Regions from separate parts of the Macaca mulatta genome. Here region 2 is linked to region 1. The links are chromatin contacts, called in public Hi-C maps. All regions are on one chromosome and are shown on one strand. The core of a region is the stretch at or near the end of the contact, and the rest is flanking DNA. Distances in the headings are between cores, read along the strand shown. Region 1 holds the start of LOC144337349. Region 2 overlaps DISC1 (DISC1 scaffold protein).

What was found. A called contact is a pair of places that touch in the nucleus more often than the background predicts.
Region 2: a Hi-C map of cortical neurons shows a contact between it and region 1, with 6 times the contacts expected there. The contact joins the enhancer-like site here to the promoter of LOC144337349 in region 1. A contact is called at or near these places in 4 of 14 Hi-C or Micro-C datasets (cortical neurons, fetal cortex germinal zone, fetal cortical plate and 1 more).

What each region holds. Positions count from the first base shown.
Region 1 is chr1:16,422,745-16,426,434 of T2T-MMU8v2.0, reverse strand. It overlaps LOC144337349, which reads left to right and starts at 2,368. Exons shown (of 3, transcript XM_077981986.1): 1 at 2,368-2,398; 2 at 2,504-2,754. The coding sequence starts at 2,368. SIPA1L2 (signal induced proliferation associated 1 like 2) reads right to left here and starts at 3,387. Exons shown (of 23, transcript XM_077998594.1): 1 at 3,230-3,387.
Region 2 is chr1:17,168,037-17,171,681 of T2T-MMU8v2.0, reverse strand. All of the region lies in intron 8 of DISC1 (DISC1 scaffold protein), which reads left to right. Among named protein-coding and RNA genes, the nearest start is that of DISC1, 160 kb to the left of the region's middle. Within about 2 kb of position 1,376, at least 1 of the 40 cell types and tissues checked has an H3K27ac peak or open chromatin away from gene starts, as enhancers often do. A contact at or near this core is called in cortical neurons, where this site is marked.

The DNA.
Region 1 (3,690 bases), core at 1,119-3,618:
TTAAGCTGGGCAAGGCACACAATAAATGAGCACTACCAAGATAATTTCAAGATATTTATCCAGCGTATAAGTTTGCCTACCTAGGCAAGATTTGGACAGGCTGCCATGATCTTGCTTTAGAATAAAAGTGCTTAAAAAACATCACTGGGAGCCTGCTGCTGCTGTTACTGCTGAAACTACGGGCTATTGTGCTTGTCATAAAAGGGCTTGTGCTTAGAAATGAAAAAATCAAATATCCTCTGGGGAGAAGATGTCCCTAACACAATCCCTGGTATGAATCATGCAGATACTTTAACTGCATCTCTTCCCAAAATGGATCAATGGAATCCTTTTGGAGGAATCAACGTGATTTATACCCAAAACTTAAGATGGCATTTTCTCATGAATAATACTCTCTTATAACTCTGAATCAAGCAGTGAAATTCAATCAAGCAGTAAACATCTTTTAAGTGGAAATATTGTCTAAACGGGATGACAAAACAGAACTCTGAATTCTTTAAGTCCAAACATGAAACAGACATTCTTAAATGATGTAACTAAATACAGTAACCAAGTTGTCTCTTGAAATTCAACTTTAGGAATGCCAAAAATAATAGGCCACCTCTCAATATCCGCAAAGATACTGGTATGTGTAGGTTTTCTAGGAAAGTAATAAAAAGCAACAGTTTGGGAGATCTTTTTTCTTCAATTACTAATTGTAACACTAGAAAAATTACAACCTAGGCTGCACACAAACGCAACTCAAATGGGCAGTTTACTAAACGTCTGTCATAAGAAAGCCATCTAGTGTTAACGTTTAGAATGGAGACTGCAGACAAAAGAGGCAAAGAAAAGAAAAATCTGTGCGACTATTTTGAACTTCACTGAGCAAAGCCATGAGAACCACCAAGATTCTTTGAGGGTTTTTTTCCTTGATTTTTGAAAAAAGCCATCCTTGTCAAAACCCAGTCTCAATCTAACCAAATCAAAAATGTCTACAATTTTATTTTGACCAAAATCGTGTTTTGTTGAGCATAATTCCGTGACCAATGCACTTGATTTTTTCCAATACTCAGGCCAGAGTCATCTTGGGCTAAATTAATTTAACTGAAGCAGGTTAATGATGACAAATATCTCCCAGAGGAGTAATGCCAAGTTGTTCTCTCTTTCCGAGAAGCCTCGGCTCCTCTTGTAGATGATGAGCCGAAATTGATTCTTTGGGTTTGCGGCACGGCTGAAAATTAATCTGTAGGTTTTCCTGGGGATATTCCTAGGACGTGGGCAAACTACCCTCACTGACACGGGAAGACCCGGGGAGGCACAGGAGCTGGCAAAGTGGGAAGAAAGGTCGCGCTGAGTGAGAAGGGCGCTCGCCCGGCTGCTCACGGTCTTACAAAGAGGGATCCGTCCCGGTGAGGGCGCGCGCTCGGGGCGCACCCCTTCTAGAAGGGGAATTAGCCCCGCAGCAAGTTCGGCGTCAGCCCGCCAGGCGCGCCGGGGGAGCTGCGTCGGGCAACCGCGAGCCCTTCCAGAGAGCGTTAGTCAGAGCGGAGTTCTGGGCACCTGGAGGAGGTCCTCCTCAGTGCCTGTGTCGCCGACACGGGAATAACCTTTCAGACGATCGATAACTTGGAGAGAACAGGCGGCGACGGCTCCTCTCCTAGCCTGGGCCCGGGAGCGCGGGTGCATCTGCGTCTACAAGCCGGACCCTGCCCCGTGCCCCTCGCACCCCCGCGCCCCTCGCCGCCGTCAGTCCCCCGAAGCGCCCCGAAGGGCATCCCCTTCCCCTTCGGGACAGTCACCGCCTGGCCGTAGCCATCCCGAACCTACCCTCGCCACGCTGCCCGTCGGATTCCCCGACACGAACCTTCGCAACACCGTCCGCCGGGACCTGCTACAGCCTGTGCGCGCCGGGTGGCGCGTACCCGGGCTGCCGCCTCGCCGCCCGCCGCTGCCCCGGGCTGCCCATCGGCCCGGACTCTCCCCGCGCCGGGCTCCGGCGGAGGCGGCCCGGACCCGCCGGCTGCGGCTGGAGCTCTCGGCCTGCACTCGGGCGGCCGGCGGGGGCGCGGCGCTCTTCCTCCGTCCTCCTCCTCCTCTCGCTCCGCCGGCTCCTCCCGGGCTCCCAGTCTGCCGCGCCGGCTCCCGATGCCACCGCCCGCCCGCCAGGCGGCACCGCCCCCCGCCCGCTCTGTGGGCTCCCATTGGCCGCCGCCTGCAGGCCCCCTCGGCTCCGCCCCACGATTGGGCGCGGGCGCCGTCAGTCTCACCGCCCGCCGGGCACCAGGCTCAGCCGGTGCGCTGTTCCCAGGCCCCGCGGCGCGCGGGAGCGGCGCGTCCGGGAGGGGCCCGAACGCCTTTCTTGGGGAGGGGGCTGTGGAGCGCAGCATGAGCGGCGCTGGGCGAGCTCGAGGGCCGGGCAGCCTACCTGGACTCAGGCTTATAGAGAGCTGTCGCCGTCCTCGCCGGTACTCGCTTTCGTCCCTCTGAGGAATAAGTTAAAAACCCCGAGTCTGGTTCTGAGCCTTCCTCTGGCGCAGGCGCGACCCCACCCGGCCCTCCCGTCGCCCAACTTGGGACAGACGTGGCGGCCGGGCGTTCGGATCCGTGAGCCTCGGCCGCTGGGGCTACATACACAGCCCAAGACGCCACAGAATCGCCGAGGCCGCGCAAACGCCCAAACGGCCGCATCTCGAAGTGATCCCATATGAAGAAGACAGCGCGAGGAAGCAAGACCCTGCTGTGTGCCGGCCCCCGGAGGGCGCCCCGGGCCCGGTGGGTCGGAGGGTGGGGAATCACAGAGAAACACGCAGGCAGTAAAATCTTAGGAGGACAGGGGGTGCCAGCGTGCAGGAAATGCTGCTAAGAGACCTTTAGAAGCCAGGGAAAACGGAGAGACCAGCAGTTCCAGGCACCCGCATGCCAGCCCGGTCCGCTCAGCCCTTCCTCCCTGCCCTCCAGGCAGCGCTCAGCCCACGGTAGAAATGTCTTGGATCGTTTTTCCGACGAGGAAAAATTGAACTTTTTATACCCAACGTTTCTACTTTCTTAGAAATGTTGACTCACCTTTGAGGAAGCATTACTTGAAACTATTACTGTAAATTGCTTGACATTTGAATTAGATGCAGAAAGATTAAAGGGTCTCAGAAGAATCTTTTAAGCTAGACTGGAATTGACTCTGCCTAAATGGACAGCAACAGTCATCTATACGCAGAAATAATAAAGCAGGTGGAGGGAGCCTCTAACTTACCTTCCAGCGACACCGTAGGATTTCCTGAGCAGACCTTTTTGTCAGAGTTTTGAGCTGGGTTCCCAGAGACTGGATTGGGGCTTTCAGTTCCTCCCCTTCTAGAGTCAGACTTCTTCCTGAAGAGAGAATGTTATCTCTACTTCCCTATCACAAACACTTCCTAGAACACAGCCCTGTTAAAAGTTAAATACAGGCGGTCCCTCCCACACTATATTTCTCTGTGATCTGAAGCTGTACACATTATACAATCTTTTGTATCTCTTTAAATTATAGGTATAATCTGTGGGATTAGGTATAACTAAACAGGTCAAAAAGCAATCCTGTGACATAATACAATTCCTGAGCACTCCAGGTTTTGATGAGTTTCCCAACTGTCACCCCATTATCAGCATTTACAAGATTGTCATGTATTCATTTAACAAACATTCGTGGAGATCCTCTGATGTTCCAGACCATGCTAG
Region 2 (3,645 bases), core at 127-2,626, 750 kb before region 1:
TTTTGTAAGGGGACTGATTCCATTCATGGAGATCCTACCCTCATGACCTAGTCACCCCCCAGAGGCCCTACATCTTAATGCCATCACCTTTGGGGTTAGGATTTTAACAAATGAATTTTGGGAGGGCACAAGCATTCAGTCTGAAACATCCATTTCTTGCCTACTTCAAAATTTTTTGTTGCCGTTACATCAAAATCTCTTCTGGCTCTTTCTGAAAGTGGATTTCTATGTAACCATTTTCTCTTTTCTTTTGCATTTTGACTGAGTTTTTCTTCTTAAGAAAACAAGAAGCAGCAGTAGATGATGGAGAGCATGAGTGCCAGAGAGTGGGGAAGCCTGGGCTCTCCTGCCAGGTTCTGTGTTAGTCGAAAACTGAGGACTTGGAGGGTTGATGAGCCGAGCTTTCTGTTGGGGCTCCTGTTTCCCGTCCACGTATTGTTCCAGCAGTACAAAGTTTGTCAGTCAGAGAGAATGTGGGCTCCCATGGCAAGGTGGCTGCCAGTTTTCATACTCTGTAAAAGGCTTAGTGATGGAAGGAGATTAAATTTAATGCTTTAACGTGGATTTAGGTAGAGATCTTGTACCACAGAAAATTGGAAATCAAGGGTAAAAAACTGAAAATGGAGTGATGTCTTTTTCTTCCATACAATTTCATATTTGCAAACTAAATTAACTCTAAATAGTTTAGGATTTTATTGCAGAAATCTATAAAACTTTAAAGAATCTTGGCATTTGATTGATTTTTCTAGTTTATGAAAAACTGACAATACTCTAAGCCAAAGACACGTTCAACATAATAATGCAGGTTGTGTATCCCTTATCTAAAATGCCTGGGATGAGAAGTGTTTTAGATATAGGATTTTTTTTTTTGAATATTTGCTTATTTACCTGTTGAGCATCTCTAATCCAAAAAATCCAAAATCCAAAATGCTCCTATCAGCATTTCCTTTGAGCATCATGTTGGTGCTCAGAAAATAGTAGATTTTGAAGTATTTCAAATTTCAGATTTTTGGATTAGAGATGCTCAACCTATAAATCAAAAAAAATTTTGTGTAATGTCTTATCGTGTGTGTGTTTGGAGCCTTCTCAGGGTTAAGCAGATATGAAAAGCCCACGTTTTCAGGAAAGAATTTAGGAAAATAAAGGGCCAACATTTTTTCCCTCCTAGCTGCATGTCATAATATTTTTGCCTGCTGCAGAGTCAATTCATTTCTATCTTCAGACTTATCACTATCAGGCATTTTCCATTCCCCGCATTTCTCATTTTTTGTTATCTTTTTGCACTTGCAAAAACTGAAATTTGGCTTGAATGAGACACATTTCCCTACCCTTTATCTCTCACTGATTCATTCCTTGAATTGGGGCAAATCTTTCTAATCTAAGCCAGTTTCATCCTCTTGCTGTAGAGTAACCTGTGCCAGCAGAGTCCTGTGTGGGATAAGTTTGGCAGAATTGCAGACTGCGTTTTTGGACCTAGCAGCTGAAGATGATTCTGTCCCTCATCAATTTTTTTTTCCCTAAGGGCACTTTTGCCTTCAAATGGTATCGGTAAAAACAATCTTTTTTTTTTTTTTCTATTTCCTTTATCTAAAGAAAGTCTTCAACTTAGTTTTGTTCTGTTGCTGTGAATGTCGGTACAGGAAAGTCCTTGAAGAACATCGGAAACAGGAGCTTCATCTGGGCTCTGTGATGGTGCCATTGTATGAATTGAAATCCATCAGGGTGGGACTGGTTATCTGTCTAACAAAGATGCCATGAAACATGATTGAGAGTGTCCTTTGGGTGGAGTGCTTCTTACATTTTGGGGTTAAGAGCCTTTTCTGTCATTGCTTTTATTATTATTTATTTATTTATTTTTATTAGAGATAGGGTCTTGCTACATTGACCACGCTGGTCTTGAACTCCTAGCCTCAAGCAATCCTCCCACCTTGGCCTCCCAAAGTGCCGAGATTACAGGTGTGAGCCACTGCACCCAGACTCTGTCATTGATTTTGACAAGTTTTTTCTTTTTTTTGGTTGTTGTGATTTTGGAAGTTTTTTTCTCAGAAAGGACATACTTGACTGAATTTTTCTCAGAGCCTAATTATTAGTTAGTTATTTGTATTTATTTCTTTTTGATTTCACTACAGTAGCCGCTATATCTGGAGTAACGTTTATCTTTTAACTTGCTTTATGTTTTGGTAGATCTTAGTGATTATGCAATTTGATGATGCCATTCAATATCAAGGCCAGACCACAGCATGTACAAGAGGTTGCTGTCACGTGATATTTTTCCATTTTCATCTCTTAGTATGCTTTCTTATTTTTTGCATTGCCCGTACAGTGAATTAAAAAGAATCTGATTGAGATATCACCTCATAGTAGATAACTTTCCCATTAATATTTGCTCACTCATCTGTAGGCCTAGGAAGCTTTATATCTATTTACAACAGTGACTAGGACCAATAGTGTGCTGTTAAATGTTTAGGAACCAGTTCTCCAGGAAAAAAAAAGTCCTGATTGGCAACGTCTGGCTATTTCCATAGTGTAAATCTCCCACCATGGCTGATTTCCAGCTATTTCTGGTTTAACAAGTGGCTCACAAAATTCTTGAAAGTTTATCAACTGGCTCTCACCAGGAGGATGGCTCCAGCACCCACCGTACCTGACAACAGTTTTATTACTTTACAGATGATAAAAAGCTTTATCATCGTTATTTCGTTTCTGATTTACAAAACAACCCTGTAGAGTAGGTGGTGTTATACATGAGGCATCTGAGACTCAGAGGCCTAAGTGGCTGGAAATAGCTTCAGCAGCTATTATTAGGCAGAGCAGAGACGGAATGCTGCCTCTGAGCTGAGCATTCTTGGTGTTCTCGTCACTCATGGCAACTGTTTTCCATTGTGAGGATTCCCTTAGTGGTGTCATAATTGGACTCCAAAGGAGTGTACTCAAGAAATGACTACTTCAATGGTTTTCCGTAGTTTTAGTAGGTAGTTTTTAGTTATTTGAGCATAAGAATAATAGTCTGCCTATGAAAGAACTTGGTAAATTTTTTTTCTTCTGATTTTCAGATGCCATTTCTGTCTTGAAGTATCTGGGGTATGATTGCTTTGTAATATTTTGTTACTTAAGGATGGTATCTAAACAACCCTTAGTTAATGTTATAGAATCAGAACTAGAAGGATATCTTCATTCTTCTTCACTTAGAGAGGATATAAGTGTCTCTGGCCATTTATTGGGTTAATAATGGTGACTTCAAGTGACCCAGGAAACATCTGAATATCTTTGTTGCACTTGGAAAGACATTTAGTTTGGTAATATTTTCCAATCAGGTGATCATTTCAAAATGACTTGCACCATGGAGTGCTGATGTGATGATGGCTGGAGATTTCATGTGTCAGGCACAGTTGGGAATACTTTATGAATATGAGTTTATTTCTCACCTTGAAGGTAGACATTGTTCTCAGTTTGTTGAAATTGAGGCTCATGTAAGTAAAAAATGCCCCCATTCATAGCAAATAAGTGACAGAGTTAGCCTCTGACTCTGCAAAGGACTCATATCGCTTTCATGTAATAAAGTCGATATCCCATTTTGGTAATAAAAGGGATAATAAAAGACCAACATGTCTTCATTAGCTTGTAGATAAGCTCCAAGTTTCAGCA